Regions from separate parts of the Mus musculus genome. Here regions 2, 3 and 4 are each linked to region 1. A link is a contact called in public HiChIP or PLAC-seq and promoter capture Hi-C data. All regions are on one chromosome and are shown on one strand. Each heading gives the region's core, a stretch centred on a gene start, on an enhancer-like site or on the middle of the called end of the contact. The rest is flanking DNA. Distances are from core to core; before and after follow the strand shown.

Region 1 (3,667 bases), core at 639-3,138:
AATGGTGTGTTCTAAGAGGTCGAATTGTAGTGTCGCCTCTGTGAAATTTCTCACATTCTCTGCTGGCCCGGGCTTAGGGAGCGGTGATACGGGCTTAGGACTTCTGTATCCACAGAGTGTGCCTTGACACAAAAATATGCATAATCCCTCCGTAGGGTACAATTTTCACAGGTTGATAGCAGCACAAGAAAGCTTCTGAAATAGAAGTGGGGTCTGAACGTATTTGTCCCCACGAGTCCTGGGTGATTGACATGCTAGTGTGCTTGGTGACTTTTGGGGGTTGGGTTGCTTAGATTACAATCAAATTTTAAGGTGACCATGGGGTGAAACACACACTATCAGGAAGACATGAAGCGGCTTTACTACTCAAATAAAATTAAATTCCAGGAAATAAAATCCTTAAAGGGGCTGGTTGAAGAGAAGAGAGAAGACAATACCTTATCATTAAAAATCGATCAGATACTTACTAAGTGCGTCTCTGAGGATTCCTTACGTTTCAGCCACTGGCAGTTCTTGGATTACACAATACTTTCACATGCATTATCTTATTTGATCTTCTCAACAAGTAGGGAGGCCAGAGAGGGATCTAAGGATGAGGAAATGGCATCTCAGACTTAAGTGCTCCTGAAGACGGCCACGGAGCACGGGCAGGTGTTAGGGGGGTTCCTCCAAATACTTTGTCCTCTGTCCCTCTGACCTCCACCAAGTACTGTGCCATATTGTCTGAACAGAGGACTCCAAAGGAGAAAGATTATGTTCTCAACCCTCAGGGAGTTTATGGTCAGTTGAGAAAATAGATTTGCTAAGCAGAAGACTTTAAATTGTTAATCTGCAATCTGGATAAAATAGGCTGTAAACACAGTTGAGCTATTTTAATGGGAAGGTAAAATGCTATAAACTCTACCCTGTGCCCTGAAAATGAATACAGATCAAATGGATGTTTCTAAAGTTTTCCAGCCAGGCCATCATTGTCTTTGGGAGAAATCCTCAGCAGGAGGCAAGCCTTGGGCTGGTACATGGGAGCATGAAGATACTTGGTGTTCGGAGATCTTACTGGCTTCTGTTGTGTTTCGTACTAATAACTAGAAGCCTATGGGAGGTCCTCTTGGCCACTGTTCGGCCCTTTAAACCATTAGAGAGGCTCCAGTTTTAAGGGGAAGATTACCTGCAGGGGTTTCCAACCATTACCTGCAGGGGTTTCCAACCTCTTGACATTGCAACATCAACATCAGCATCTACAATGTTGTAGGCCACATCTGTAGCTGTCTTGGATGCATATAACCTATGTTTGCCAAGCTCCTGATTGTCCCAGAAGCAAAATTCCATGCTGCGTCTCTGTTGTTGTCTTTTCAGCAGCACAGGCCTGTGCTGAGATGAGACAGCTGTGGTCCAATCACAGTGTGTCCCTGCTTTTGTCTGTCTCACTGCGAGGTACAGTGTCTGGGAGGCCCCGTGGGGACTTGCCAACGCTTCAGCGAGCAGCTGGCCATGGTGATTTTACAAAAAGTGCCTAGCCAGGTTCAGCAGCCTCTTAGACAGTTCCAAGATCGTCTTCCAGATGCTCGTTGGTAAAGAATCCGATGGAATAGGCCTGCCTAGGGATTATGCCATAAGGTTTTGTCTGCTGTCAGGGAGGTCTTAAACAAACCACCCTCTCCCGTTGCAGCATGTGGGCTGTTAGGCATCATGCTGAGTAAACATGTTAACAGGAAAACCATTGGAGGTCCCATCAGAGCAACCCACCTCTCTACACTGAGCACCTTCGAGCCCACGTGACACGAGCCTGTTGACGATTAAGCCCGAGTATGCAGCCATGCCCGTTGGACCACTCTTAGCCTCAGAGTTTCATTCTTTGACTTCCTCTTTGAGGATGGAAATGGATTTCTGCTGAGTCACTGCAGCCTTCCTTTCCTCCTGTGGTTGTAAACACAGCCTCTGGAACTGGCTCTATCGCACACTAGCTGTGCAACCTTGGGAAAGTTACCAGAGAATTCTTGACGCCTTCCGTTCCTGATATGTGGCACCTATAACAGCTACCTCAGAAAGTTACTGCCCGGTTTTGGCCCCGGGGAGAGCTGTGAACACTGTGTGAGATGTGTTCTGGGCTGTGTTATTGTTTGCTCTTTGCTGCTGTTCCTCTTGCTGCCTGTTCCGAGTCTGTTCCGGGTACCGCAAGAATGAGAAGATAAAGTAGGTGCCCTCAGTGGGTATACAGTATATATGATAAATCACCGTGCATCTTCTTTGCTCAACAGGTGGGAGGAAGTCACAGCATCTACTTCTGAATCTGTGCTTGCCTTGAGGAAAAACGGCATGGCACAGGAATGTGGACGCTTTCAACCAGAGGATTCTGTACGACGGTGTCGGCACACAGTAAGTGCCGAGCACCATAGAAACGGTTTTTCCGCTTTAATTGTTAGGCTGGCAGAATGAGTGCTGAGACCGAGCATGTGGCCGGAGGTTGAGGGCGAGGAGGTGGTGGTGCTCCTGGGGACGTCTTCCAAGAGGCAGTATCCTTGAGCTCGGCTCTGATCAGTGAGTAGGCGTTAGCCAGTAAGAGAAGAGGGCTAAGAGTGTTCCAGGCAGAAGGAACATTGTGTGCAGAGTTAGGGAGGCGTGAAACAGCACAATACACTCGGGGAACTCCAAGCAGGCAGAAGTACGAGTGGCGCCCCATCCTTACTGAGACATACAGCGTGCGTTTGTTAAATTAGTATTAGAGATTGGAGGCTGGGAAATGTAACGTTGCTTGATCATTCGGGCCTGTAGCATTAAGGAGGAACAACCATTGAGGAGGAAGTGGCTAAGAGGCTTTTAATTGTTCCCTGTATACGTGCTCAGTGCTGTCTTGGATCTGCATCAACCACTCCTTTTTTTTTTTAACCCCCTTTCCTTTTTTTTTAATTTTATTTTTTATTTATTTATCTTTTTGCTTTTTTTTTTTTTCCAAAATTGAGATAAATTTTCATGTAGCCCAGGCTGGTCTCATATTTCCTGTGTAACCAAAGATACCCTTGACTTCTGTCTTCCCTGCTTTTACCTCCAAAGTGCTGAGATTACAGGCCTATGCCAGCATGCCCAGTTTTATGCGGTCATGGGGTTCTAGTCTTGGCCTTTGTGCAAACTAGGGCAAGCGTTCTATCCACTAAACCGTATCCTCAGCCCCTTCTTATCCTCTTCTACGGGAAGTAAACCCTTTTCCTCCAGAATGACAGAGATGAATCCGAATGGAGAAGCTGGGGTCCCAGAATTGGTACCAACACTTCTATGGGTAACACATTGCTTTAGATCAGAGGTCAGCAAACCCTGTCCTAAAGGTCGGCCCCAGTGCAGTGCCCTGGCCTAGGAGTCCATCTACTAGGACAGTTCATCCCTCTGTACACATTCGCTCATCCTCCTACAGGTTGGCCTATGCTCGGCCAGTAACAGCAGGTTCAAGAGAGACACTGGAGGTAGGCCCTTGAGGCTCGGCTTGGACTCAGCACAGTTACTTCTGGTCCATTCTGATAGCCAGAGCCAGAGAGAGGCACAAAGCCAACCTGGATTGGAAGGGTCCAGCATGCAGCCCCAGTTCTTGATCAGAGCTGCTGCAAAGCGACTCTGCAGACAGCAGGGAGACTGGAGGGACAGAACCTGGCCGTGTTTGAAATCCCAAGCAATCGATCAT
Region 2 (3,667 bases), core at 635-3,134, 210 kb before region 1:
TTCCTTGCCAACTTCGAAGGTGATGGTTTCTAAAGAGGTACCAGCACTTAAAGGCTGCCAGAGATCAGAGCATGCCTAAGGCCTTTCAATGGTGAGATCTAGTGACCCCAGGGCATTCTCCCTCCTTTAGACAAGCCCTCTGCCAGGAAGAAAACCTGCTGCCCACCCTGGGCTTCTCCACACCTAGTCTCTTCCAGACACATGCTGAGCTGGCAGAGAGTTTGGACCCTGAGCTCTTCTGCCTCAAAGTCTTTTTAAAAATTCTTCCATATTTCAAATGTAAACAACTTTCGCTGTCTGGTTATGACAATTCGTACCTGTTCCTTAAACACTCCGCCAACCCATTCTGACATGTTGCCTGTTCTGGGCTCACAGCATCACCCATTGATGGTGTCAAATCAACTGATCTTCCCTGGATTTTTTTTTTCCTTTCATGTCCATAGTGTGTGCCAGACATTGTGTCAAGTGCTTGGGCTACAGAGAGAGGGCAGGGTCCCTCGTGGAGGCAGGTCACAGTTAGAGGGCAGCCCCAGAAAGGTGGCATGCTTAACGAGGAGAGTGAGGCTCAGAGGAAGTAGCTGGAGGCTTTACTGTGGCCTTGGGGCTGTTTATATAAAAATGTAAGGAACCGGTTCGACGAGGAAGGGAGATGGGTGGGAAGGGCGGACTAAAGTACACATGCCATCAGCTGCAGTCTATCCGAAGCTTGGAGTCCAAAATCTTTTTACGAAGGTTAAACCTTTACCAGGTGTGAAGTGCGACAGCTGTGTGAGGGGGACAGGCTGCAGGATGGGTCTGGAGTGAGGCCCTTTATAGGAGAAAGGCATCTTTTATAGGCACCTTCTATAGGTATTTTGTTTAACTGCCACCACATTCCCTTAGCCATCAATCATAAGCTGCCTTGTGACACTCTCTTCTTTGTTGTCACTCTCCCGAATGTCTCCCTACTGTGTGCCCCAAACTCTACTGATGGGTCCTGTGGTGGAGCCACATGAGGCCTTATCCTCAGAGCAGTTCAACTGAACCCGTCCAGAACCCCCAGCAAGTGCTTCTGCTGCAGAGCGAATCAAATGCGCGCACCACCACCCAGTTGCTACTAAGCCTTCAAGTCTGGGTAGAGACCACAGGTAGGTCTCAAGAGTCACTGAAGGGGTTTGAACAAGGAGAAGTTTCAAACAGAGGAGCCTTCCAGTAGTGGGGGGAAAATAGACACCTCCTGTGCAATGCTGTGGTGAAGAGGTTTGGGAGTGCAGCTCTTCAGATAGCTTCAGCAACCCACCCCCACTCCCAGCCAGTCTCTCAGCGCCATGAGCACCCCCTAAGTTTGCTTCAAAGGAGACCTCTTCCCTTTATGCCTCCCCATAGCCAGTGAGCAATGGTCAGATGCCAGGGCGATCCTATTACATAGGGGCCCAGAGACAAAAGGCAGTCTCTACTTTCAAGTTAGCTTGTGGAGAAGAAAAACATCTGATTATAATACAGTTGTTAAATCCTCTCAAGTTTCCCCCCTCCCTATTCTCCTTCCAGCCTTTTGGCTTTCTGTTTCTTTCTTTTTCTTCCAAAAAAGGAGCTGAGGCATGCTGAGGGAAGTGAGCCAGGCCTGCTGAGAGGGAAGCCGGGGCAAGGGGAGGTGGTACCTGAGATGACTTTCAGAGGTGTGGTCATCAGCCAGGTAGGTGGGAGGGAGAGCACTGTAGGGCAGAGGGGCCTGGCAGCTCTCCCGGGAGCTGGACGAGAGCCTGTAACCCTGGGAGCCAGGAAAGAGCCCATGTGCCTGGAGCAATGTAGGAGGGGGCATGGAAAGTGACTCCCAAGTCGAAGAGGCGAGAATGCTGATTATGTATATGACAAAGCAGAAATGCTAAGTATGTAGGCTGGACCGATGTGTGTAGAGTGAGTGTGTCAGAGGTCACTGCTAAAGCATCCCTTCACAGAGCACGAAGCGAGTTACACGTTGCTTCGTGCTGGCCACCAGGTGGCGGCCTCATACAGCCAATGCTGTGGAAAACCAGAGCCATCTAAACTGGAGGGAATGGTGCTCCCACCCACTAAAGGGCAGAACTCCATCAGCTCCAATGCCAGAGAGGATATACAAGCTCACTACACAAACACTTCTCTCCTACTGAAAACCCAGCAGAATCCCTGGGCAGTCAGTGGGTCTGGGGTGAGGAGTCTGAGCAGCAGCAGCAGCAACAGCAGGGCTAGGCCTGTAGGAAATCCCCCAAAGCAGGAAACAATAGAGGCTCACAGGGAGTTCCAATGAGAGGTCACCTCCAGGAGAGGCAAGCAGGTAGAGGCTGGGTCTGACTCCACCCCTTTTGGCTCAGGGCACAACATTCAGGTGGGTGAAGCCAACTTTTCAAGCCCACCTCTATTCCTCACCACCGTCGAGAGGCTGCCTCCTATGCAATAACTTGGACCCAGGGTGGCCCCTTCTCCCCCTCCCCCCCCCTGTGATGAAGGATGCCTTCCTTCTTCATGTAGAGGAGGAGGAGAAAAAGGAAGGACTTAATACCCTACCTGGGCTCCCCAGTCCCAGCACCCCCCCCCCCCCGCCTCCCCAGCATTGTCCTCTCATGGTCTGGATCTCTTAAGAGAACATTCTAGTTATTTTGGTATCTGTCACTTGGCAACGGTCTGGAGAGGGAGAGGACAGTAACTGAACTCCAGGCCTGGGACAGGCATCCGTGACTTAGCCTTTCTAGAAAGGCCAATCAGCATGCAGGCCTTTCACACACACAACCAGATCTATGTGCACCTTGGAGGGCTTCTAGCACGTCACAGAGGGGGAACAACCAAAAAGATCATGTGTGTGTGACTCGGATGTGCTCAGAGCTTAGTCTGGAGGCAGCGGGGCTGTGAATCCCACCTGTGGGGAGAGGTGGGCAGTCAGGAGAGAGGCAGGGCTTAGAGCTTCCTGGTCCTGTTCCAGCACCACTCTCTACAGTACCACAGGCCGGGGTCGCCAGAAGGCCGGCAGGGCCAACCACTCTGCAAATAAAAAAGGGTAGTAAAACCCTAGGGTGGGAATTTATGCTTTCTGGTTACTTGCAAGAACCCTCTCACCATCGCAAGTGACTCCAGAGACTGCCCACAGGTCCCAGGGAGAGCCCACATAAATCACCTAAGAGGTTGTACTTGTACTCGAATAAAGTTTTAATTAACGCTCCTTGTTGGTTCAATCAGTGCACCCAAAGTATTGAGCAGGCCCATCATTCCCATGTCAGGGCCTCACAGCAGACAAGAGGAATGAATGGGAAGGGACCAATGGAAACAGGAGTCCTCCAGCTCAGAGGGTTTGTGGGGTAAACCACAGCTCTGCAAAAGGGCATCTGGTCACACCACAACTTGGCAGAATGGAGGGATGCTGGACGCCACGCCCACACATGTGGGTGTGTGCACTGCTTCCCCCTCACCTTAACAACGCACACTCCTTTCGTGTGTCTGAAACGGTAGATAGCACACATTCGAGTGAAGAGCACTCTCATTGGAACTAAAGGAGGGGGAGGAATCAGTTTCACAGCAGGCCTGATCGGCTAAAAATACCCCCAACTCCTCAAACTTCCCCTTGTCTGGCTGTGGCCCCAGACGCAAGCTCAGCACAGCCTCCCAGTTACAACCTGGTGCAGGGCTGCTCACCGCCCCTTCTCATTGGATACTGAAAAAC
Region 3 (3,667 bases), core at 411-2,910, 200 kb after region 1:
GATTAAGGCCCAGTTTGGCACTGGAGTTAGAATTTAGATCAGCTTGTTTTTCATTTTAACTGCCATATAGAAAAGGGACTCTCTTATCGATGGTCCTTTTACAAAATGAATTTAAAGTACCTAAGTTGGAACTGGGAAGGTAGCTCTGTCAGTAAAATGCTGCTACACACGCTGAGAACCCAAGTTGAGACCACCAGCACCCATTGAAAAGCTAGGCATGGTGATGGGTGTCTGGAACACCTGTGCTGGGGGAGTGAAGCAGCCAGATCATCGGAGCTTGCTCAGCAGTCTAGCTGCCTCAGTGGGATCCTGTCTCAGATAATCGTAAGGGAGAGAACAATAGAAGAAAACATCCCTGTGTTGACCTCTAGCCTCCACAGGCACCAACAAGCACATGTATTTGCACGCGCGCACACACACACACACACACACACACACCTTACCACCCCACCTTAACCCCCACAAACACTTACCACCCCACACCTTAACACCCCCCCCAACACACACACATCTATATCCACACACACAAATACATATGTTGTTGTTGTCATTTATGGGCACTATGTTAGAGTAACCCTCTTTTAATTAAAGTTGTTTACATAGAAGAGGAAAAAGACTGGTCTGGTGAGATGGCTCGGTGGATAAAGTCCTTGTGATGCACACCAGGTGGTCTGAGTTCTATCCTGGGATCTTATGATGGAAGGAGAACTGTGTCCTAGAAGTTACCCTCTGACTTCTTGCAGACATAATGTATGACAAGTAGCCTATCTACTCACACACAATTGAAATAAAAATCTCAAAGAAGAAAAGTTATTTTCTTTAAAACGTAACACTAAAGGAGAAAATGTAGAGTCATTTGGCTCTCAGGATCTGTACTCATACCCTCCTTACTGGAGTTCAGGCTAGAGGTTTGTTTGCTGTGTTCTGTTCTTTGTGACTACCAGTAAAATGGACAGTCTTACAACCTAGTCTCTGATTCATTGGCCAGGGCTACAGACCTGCAACCCTAGAGTTTTCCCAACCGTAAAGAACAAAGTAAATGGAAGATGTGGAAATAAATATTTGAAAATTTCTGCAGACCCAAAACACTGATCTTCAGATTGTAAATGGCCCTCTACAAATAAAATAAAATAAAATGAAGTTAAATTTCAGAAAACCAAAAGGTCTCCTTGCCAGATCATCAAGGCAGATCATTGTGTATTAAGGTGCATTTTTGTATTCTGTTAGAAAGAGGACCTCCTAAACTCTCCTAGAACAAAATGAGTTGCACTCAAGGAAACAGGACTTAGAAGGACATAGAAACTCTCAGTGCCATTAGATACTACAAGATAAAGAAAATTCTTGGAAAAGTTACTAAACTGGAGATACTTTTGTAGCCAAAATGGTGAAGAAAAAAGGGAAGTTATTTTTAGATCTACTGGGTAAATCCATGTTTACGCTCTAGACCTACCTCTTAGCAGTTTAAACAGTTGCAGAATCATCTCTCTAAGCACAAGAAGTCCAGAGTAGACCATGAGCGCTGATGCAGTGATTCAGCCCCCAGGTTCCCTCCTGTGCTGCACTGTCTTTAGTAAAAGTGGTAGCTATCTGGAGACAAGTTCAAACATGCCTTTCCTTCCAAAGGTGGCCGGCAGGGATTGCAAAATTTGTCCTGACAACTCCCAGTGGGATTCTGCTTAGATTTCATTGGCTAGAACTGTGAAACCAGGGTTCACTAGAGAGTCTGGGGAAGCATGTGTTTCGGGTATGAAGCAAAAAGGGTTGGAAATAGCAGTTATCTCAAGATAGGAAACTGATAGAACTTTTATGTACTATTTTTTTAGAAAGATACTTTATATACTAACAAAACAATAAGTATCAAAAGAGAAAACACAGAAGCTTTAAAAAAAAAAAAAAAAGAAGAAAATCCAACATAGAAAAACAAAGGGGGATTTCCAAGATGTGGCCCAGTGAGCACCAGTGTGGCACAGGGGTTCTAGATCAAAGTAGGCTTTTAAAGATTTATTAATTGATTGTATCCATGCATGTGCTCAGGGCCTAAGCTTCATGCCAGCCGCAGCAGCTGTAGTTATTTCGACCTTACTGTATGCTAGATTATCTTTTATTGATGGTAAGATCCTGATAATAATTGAACATAATTCAACTACATGGTGATAGAGCCAAGACTAAAGATTTCACTGCACTGCACCACTTCCCAAAACTGAACAAAAGTCTCACAGAGTAATAATAGTGGAAACAAAGCTACTTAAAAAATTTTTATTGTAATAAATTTAATGGTTATAATCTGAAAACATTTAAATTTGTAACAATTATATAGTCATTTGCAACATTGTTATCTTTAATCAGTTATGACTACCATTGTGACACTTCTCTTGTGCCTTTTTTGTTGTAACTACAAAGGTAATAATCTCATGGTTGAGATTCTAAAACAATAACAACAACAAAACCCAGAATGATACAAAACAATCCAACTATTCAGAGATAATCTATTAACATTTTGATGTATCACTTCCTAATCTTTAAAAAGGGTGATTGTATCCAGTTTTGTTTTCTGACATTTTAAATTTTACATAGGTTTCTTTTGGTGATGATTTTTCCTTTATCATAGTTTTATTGCTATGAACTTAAAGTAATAGAAAGGCAAGTTGTCTCATTCACTAGTTATTGCATTTGTCAGTTCTTCCAAAATTAAAATTACATGTTTGCTGTGTATTAATTTTTAATTGGTTTACAGGGAATTAACCACACAAAGCATGCAAATCCATTCATTAATTTAACAGCATTTGCCGGGCGTGGTCTAGCACTCGGGAGGCAGAGGCAGGCGAATTTCTGAGTTCGAGGTCAACCTGGTCTACAAAGTGAGTTCCAGGACAGCCAGGGCTACACAGAGAAACCCTGTCTCGAAAAAAAAAATTAGCAGCATTTGTTGATTGTTTACTAGCATTTAAGGTTTATTAGACCCCCTCTCTTCAAATAGTTCATTGACTTCCATTTTCCAAAGATTGTTTTAAGCACTAAGGATCTACATGAGGACCCCAGGGATTAAGCTAACTCAAAAAGTTCGTATTCCAGTGAAGACTGGCTGCAGTTGCATCCTTAGTGCTGTGAAGAAAAGAAGTTGTATGCTTTGCTAATGTGTAGCATGAGAGAGGCACCCTTAATACACTGTAGTTTGGGAAAGCATCTCTGAGGAGGGAATGTTTACGACTGGAAATGAGGAGGAGAGAATTAGAACCACCAAACAATGATTTTTCTTCCTCCTGAATAAGTTATTGTAAGGTTTCATTTCTGGGTCTAGGTTGGATTTCTTTTGAGGATATCTCTGTTAAGTATGCATTTTCAAAGTGGCTGATTTTTACAATGATCCTAAGAATTTCATTGCTCAAAAAGTTCCAAACTAGAATATTTATTGTATGTTCAGTGTTTTACTGAGAACTTTTCTGGCAGAGTTGAACATCTGGTTTGAACTAGCTGGTAAATGTGCCCACCTAAAACTTGAAGAGTTATGCTTGGAATTGAAGAACACACAGACTCAGTTGACCTAACAGTTAAACTGAAATTAATATTTTACTTCTCTGTTTGGTTTTGGGGCTTCCCAGCCATTCTCTGCTGCATTACTTATGAAGGACAGAGCCATTTGCTTTGCTTTGCTTTGCTTTGCTTTGCT
Region 4 (3,667 bases), core at 653-3,152, 130 kb after region 1:
TTTTTGTTTGTTTGTTTGTTTTGTTTTTAAGGACTCAATCTCTGGCTTCATTCTTTTTCCTAGTTCTCATTTTTAGTTTGATTTCTACTGTAATTTTTGCTTTACTTTTTATTTATTGTGATATTCATGGTTACATTTCTTTTTTTGTCCTAGCTCCTTAGGGTGGAAGCTTAGGTGATTGATTTTACAATTTTCCTAATTTCCTTGTACGTATTTAACACGTCTGCTAAGTGTTATTTTTATGGTATTGCACCGTTTCCGTAAGTTTCGTTCTTTTTAAAAAAAAATTAGTCTAGTTCGATTTATTTCTGTGTTTACCCTGAGGCTTCCTTGATTTGTGTATTATATGGAACTGTGTTGTATATGCTAACTATTTTAAGATTTTTCTAACTGTCTTGTATGAATGATTCTAATTTAATCCCATTGAGGTCTGTGAGCTGTTCCTGTTACTGACACGTTTTCCTGTGGTAGTGAGTGCTCCTGTGTGAGTTGAGGAGAATGCTCTTTGCTGTTGGTGAGTGTTCTGTGTATGTCAGTTACATCCAGTTGATTGATAGTGCTTTTTAGCTCATTGGTGTTCTGAGTTTCTGCCTCCTGAATCTGTCAGTTGCTCAAAGTGAGAGGCTGGGAATCTGCAATTATAATAGTGCTTCTTGCAATTCTGACAATTTTTTCCTCAAGTATTTTGACACTTTTTTTTGTTTGGTACAGTCACATTAAGAGTTGTGTCTTCTTGAGGAATTGACACATTTCATCAATGCCCCTCTGTCCCTAATGATTTCCCCTTCTTAAGTAAGCCTGATTTGGATCTGGCTGGTCTGCCTTCTATTTAAAACATGCTGCATCTTCATCTGTTTTTTTTTCACATTCACATGTCCTTTATTTATTTATTTATTTATTTCATTTTTTTTCGATTTTTCATTAGATATTTTCTTCATTTACATTTCAAATGCTATCCCGAAAGTCCCCTATACCCTCTCCCTGCCCTGCTCCCCATGTCCTTTATTTTTATGTGGGTTTCTCATAGGTGATGTATTTGAGCAGTTGTTTTTCTCATCCATTCCAATATTCTCTTTAAGTTGGTTTATTTCAGCCATTTACTTACAAACTGATTATTGATATAATTGGATTGATATCTGCCATATGTAAAACTGTTTTCCATTTCATACACTTGTTTCTTGCATCTTTTTTTTTTCTATCTCTGATTTGAAATGAGCCTCCAGTGTGACTTTATTTTCTTTTACATATTAATTGCATTTCTCTTAAACTCTTTAGTGCTTGTGTTAATACAAGAGTATATTTTGTACACGTCTAGAGGGCTAGAGTCCACAATGGCTGGGACTGCCTGGAAGCAGGTGGCAGGGACAGGAAGCTGAAAACTCATACCTTGAACTGTAAGCTTGAAACTGGGAGAGCAACTAGAAGCAGGCAAGGCTTTTTATTCTCATAGCCGTCCTCCAGTGACACACTTCCCCCAGGAAGGCTGCACCACCTAAACTGCCTCAAATAGTGCCGTCCACTGGGGCTGGGCTGAAATGCCCGAGACGGTAGATTTAGATTTTCTCATCCAAACCATCACACTGCTTAGCCTAAAGTTTGTTAAATACGTTTATAACTAATCTAACTCTAGCTTTAAATAATAGTAAACTGCTTATGAGTGGTATTGACACTGATTTTCAGAATATATTTTATTCCTTTCTTGTTTGACTGTACCAGAGGGCCATAGATTAGGTGGTTTGTAATAGGAAATGTATTGGATTACAGTTTTAGAAGCTGAGCTATTCAAGATTCAGGAATTAACATCTGGGAAAAAGATCTTTTGTGGGAAGCATCCCATGGCAGAAGGGTAGGGAAGGAAGTGAGGGTGACAGAGAACTCTCCTTATCCTTCCTGAATGAGCTCAGTCTTGGTATGCAGGATATGTGACAAGATCAAAACAGTCAGGCGTCTACTTTACCACTGCTCATCTTGGGAAGTTCCCCGAACCAAAAATGATATTGATTCTTTGGTAGTTTCATACCTGTGTGCATTGATCTTACACACCCCAACATGCCAACATGCTCCCAACATGTTCTCTTCCCATCTTTATACCTTCTCCTTTTTAAAGAAACAAAACAAAACAACAACAACAACAACGAAACCCTTACTGAGTCCAGGTAGTAGTACCAACTAGAATATGGACTGATGTGCTTGATTCTGTGCAGATAATCAGGTAATCATCATTGCAGTGAGTTCATGGGTGTAGCAGCCATGTCATGCCCAGCAGACTGCATTTCACAGGTTTCCACCCCATCCTTCAACTTGTACATTCTTTCTACCCTTTCTTTACTGTGTTGCTGGAGCTTGGCAGAGAGGGGAATAGTTGTCCCACTTGAATACTTGACAGTCACTTTTTCTCAGTACTTTGACCTAGTTATGAATCTTTGAATTAATTGTTGCTTCCTATAGAATCAGCTTCTCTGGTCAGGGTTGAGAGCAACACTCATCTGTGGGCATAAGCCAATATCTAGAAGGCATTTTGGTATGGGTTGCCCCACCCCTCACAGCCACCCCCATGGCCTGTGACCTCCAGATCCCTGGATTTTTGACCAGGTTTACAGTGCCAGTCAGGGCTTAGAGCCAACCAGAAAGTGGTTGGTTATTCCATAATCTTCACTCCATCACTGTACTCCATCACTGTAAGAAGTGGTGGGCACTTCTTACCTAGTGCGTTAGTATTGTCATGTCCAGGATTCATTGCTGGGTCATCCCATTGATGACTTGCCTTGCCTACCTGCCTGTGTAGCACCTTTCAGCATTACGGACATTAGCTGTCTGTGAGGAAGTTTTTCAGGTCAATTCCGGTTGGATTTCTGTATGCCCTACAATCAGAATGTGTGCTGAGGAGCAGTGGATCTAGTTCTTGTGGGCATGAAGAGCAGTGGCAATATTGTTTGAGGGGGCATATGGGACATTTTTGATGTATAACTTATAAGGAAGTATCCCACTCCTGCTACTAAGATTTTCATTTAATAACCCATGTCTTCTGAGGAAATTATTGCTCACCCACACAGGGAACTGTGTTCAAATACCTTTACCTTCTTTTTAATAGCTCACAAAGTAGTGGAGGATCTTTAATACATCCTTAGTTTTGATGGTGCTTGTCTCTTCTCCATCCACCCACTATGCCTGCCCCACTTAAACCTCCAACCCCGAGTATTCCCCCTCTACTTTCAAATCACAAATCAAGATTGGATTTCTTTCCCCTCCCCTTTCAATACTTGAAATAGTTCCTTTATTTGCCTGTGGAGTTTTTGATGAGAAGTTTAATGTAATTCTAATCTTTGTTTCTCTGTAGTGGACTTTTCCCCACTCTTTGTGATTTTTTTTCCCCCATGACTTTCTCTGTGGTTTTCTACTGTTTGAATATACTGTGCCTATGTGCTAGTTTTTGTCAGCTTATTAAGGAGTTGCCCCTATCAAATTGGACTGTGGACATGTCTGTGGAGCATTTTCTTGATTAGTGATTGATTGCCACCATAGGCAAGTGGTCCTGAGTTGTATAAAAAGCCAATAAGCTGAGCAAGCTATGGGGAACAAGCCGGTATGCAGATTTCCTCCGTGGTTCTTGCCTCTGCCCTTGCTTGCGTTCTTAGTCTGACACGGAGCTGTTCACTCCACCCCTCCC

What was found. HiChIP or PLAC-seq counts read pairs in DNA pulled down with a chosen protein or histone mark. Capture Hi-C pulls out chosen DNA fragments and counts their contacts.
Region 2: an H3K27ac HiChIP or PLAC-seq map of heart atrium shows a contact between it and region 1, with 6 read pairs. The contact joins two enhancer-like sites. A contact is called at or near these places in 4 of 484 Hi-C or Micro-C datasets (the HL-1 cell line, mammary gland, muscle stem cells and 1 more) and 4 of 115 datasets of contacts at active chromatin or transcription factors (CD8 T cells, extraembryonic endoderm stem cells, heart atrium and 1 more).
Region 3: a promoter capture Hi-C map of adipose tissue shows a contact between it and region 1. The contact joins two enhancer-like sites. A contact is called at or near these places in 2 of 9 other capture datasets (adipose tissue and pancreatic islet).
Region 4: a contact with region 1 is called in an H3K4me3 HiChIP or PLAC-seq map of bone marrow-derived macrophages, with 5 times the contacts expected there. The contact joins two enhancer-like sites. A contact is called at or near these places in 1 of 484 Hi-C or Micro-C datasets (bone marrow-derived macrophages) and 7 of 115 datasets of contacts at active chromatin or transcription factors (CD8 T cells, bone marrow-derived macrophages, embryonic midbrain and 3 more).

The regions. Positions count from the first base shown.
Region 1 is chr6:31,282,748-31,286,414 of GRCm38.p6, forward strand. The region is part of intron 2 of 2210408F21Rik (RIKEN cDNA 2210408F21 gene); the gene reads left to right. Among named protein-coding and RNA genes, the nearest start is that of Gm38782, 41 kb to the left of the region's middle. Within about 2 kb of position 1,889, at least 87 of the 459 cell types and tissues checked have an H3K27ac peak or open chromatin away from gene starts, as enhancers often do. A contact at or near this core is called in adipose tissue, bone marrow-derived macrophages, heart atrium and 1 more, where this site is marked.
Region 2 is chr6:31,073,962-31,077,628 of GRCm38.p6, forward strand. No RefSeq gene overlaps it. Among named protein-coding and RNA genes, the nearest start is that of Mir29b-1, 13 kb to the left of the region's middle. Within about 2 kb of position 1,885, at least 145 of the 459 cell types and tissues checked have an H3K27ac peak or open chromatin away from gene starts, as enhancers often do. A contact at or near this core is called in heart atrium and muscle stem cells, where this site is marked.
Region 3 is chr6:31,478,596-31,482,262 of GRCm38.p6, forward strand. The region is part of intron 12 of Mkln1 (muskelin 1, intracellular mediator containing kelch motifs); the gene reads left to right. Among named protein-coding and RNA genes, the nearest start is that of Mkln1, 82 kb to the left of the region's middle. Within about 2 kb of position 1,661, at least 26 of the 459 cell types and tissues checked have an H3K27ac peak or open chromatin away from gene starts, as enhancers often do. A contact at or near this core is called in adipose tissue, where this site is marked.
Region 4 is chr6:31,413,984-31,417,650 of GRCm38.p6, forward strand. The region is part of intron 1 of Mkln1 (muskelin 1, intracellular mediator containing kelch motifs); the gene reads left to right. Among named protein-coding and RNA genes, the nearest start is that of Mkln1, 17 kb to the left of the region's middle. Within about 2 kb of position 1,903, at least 5 of the 459 cell types and tissues checked have an H3K27ac peak or open chromatin away from gene starts, as enhancers often do. A contact at or near this core is called in bone marrow-derived macrophages, where this site is marked.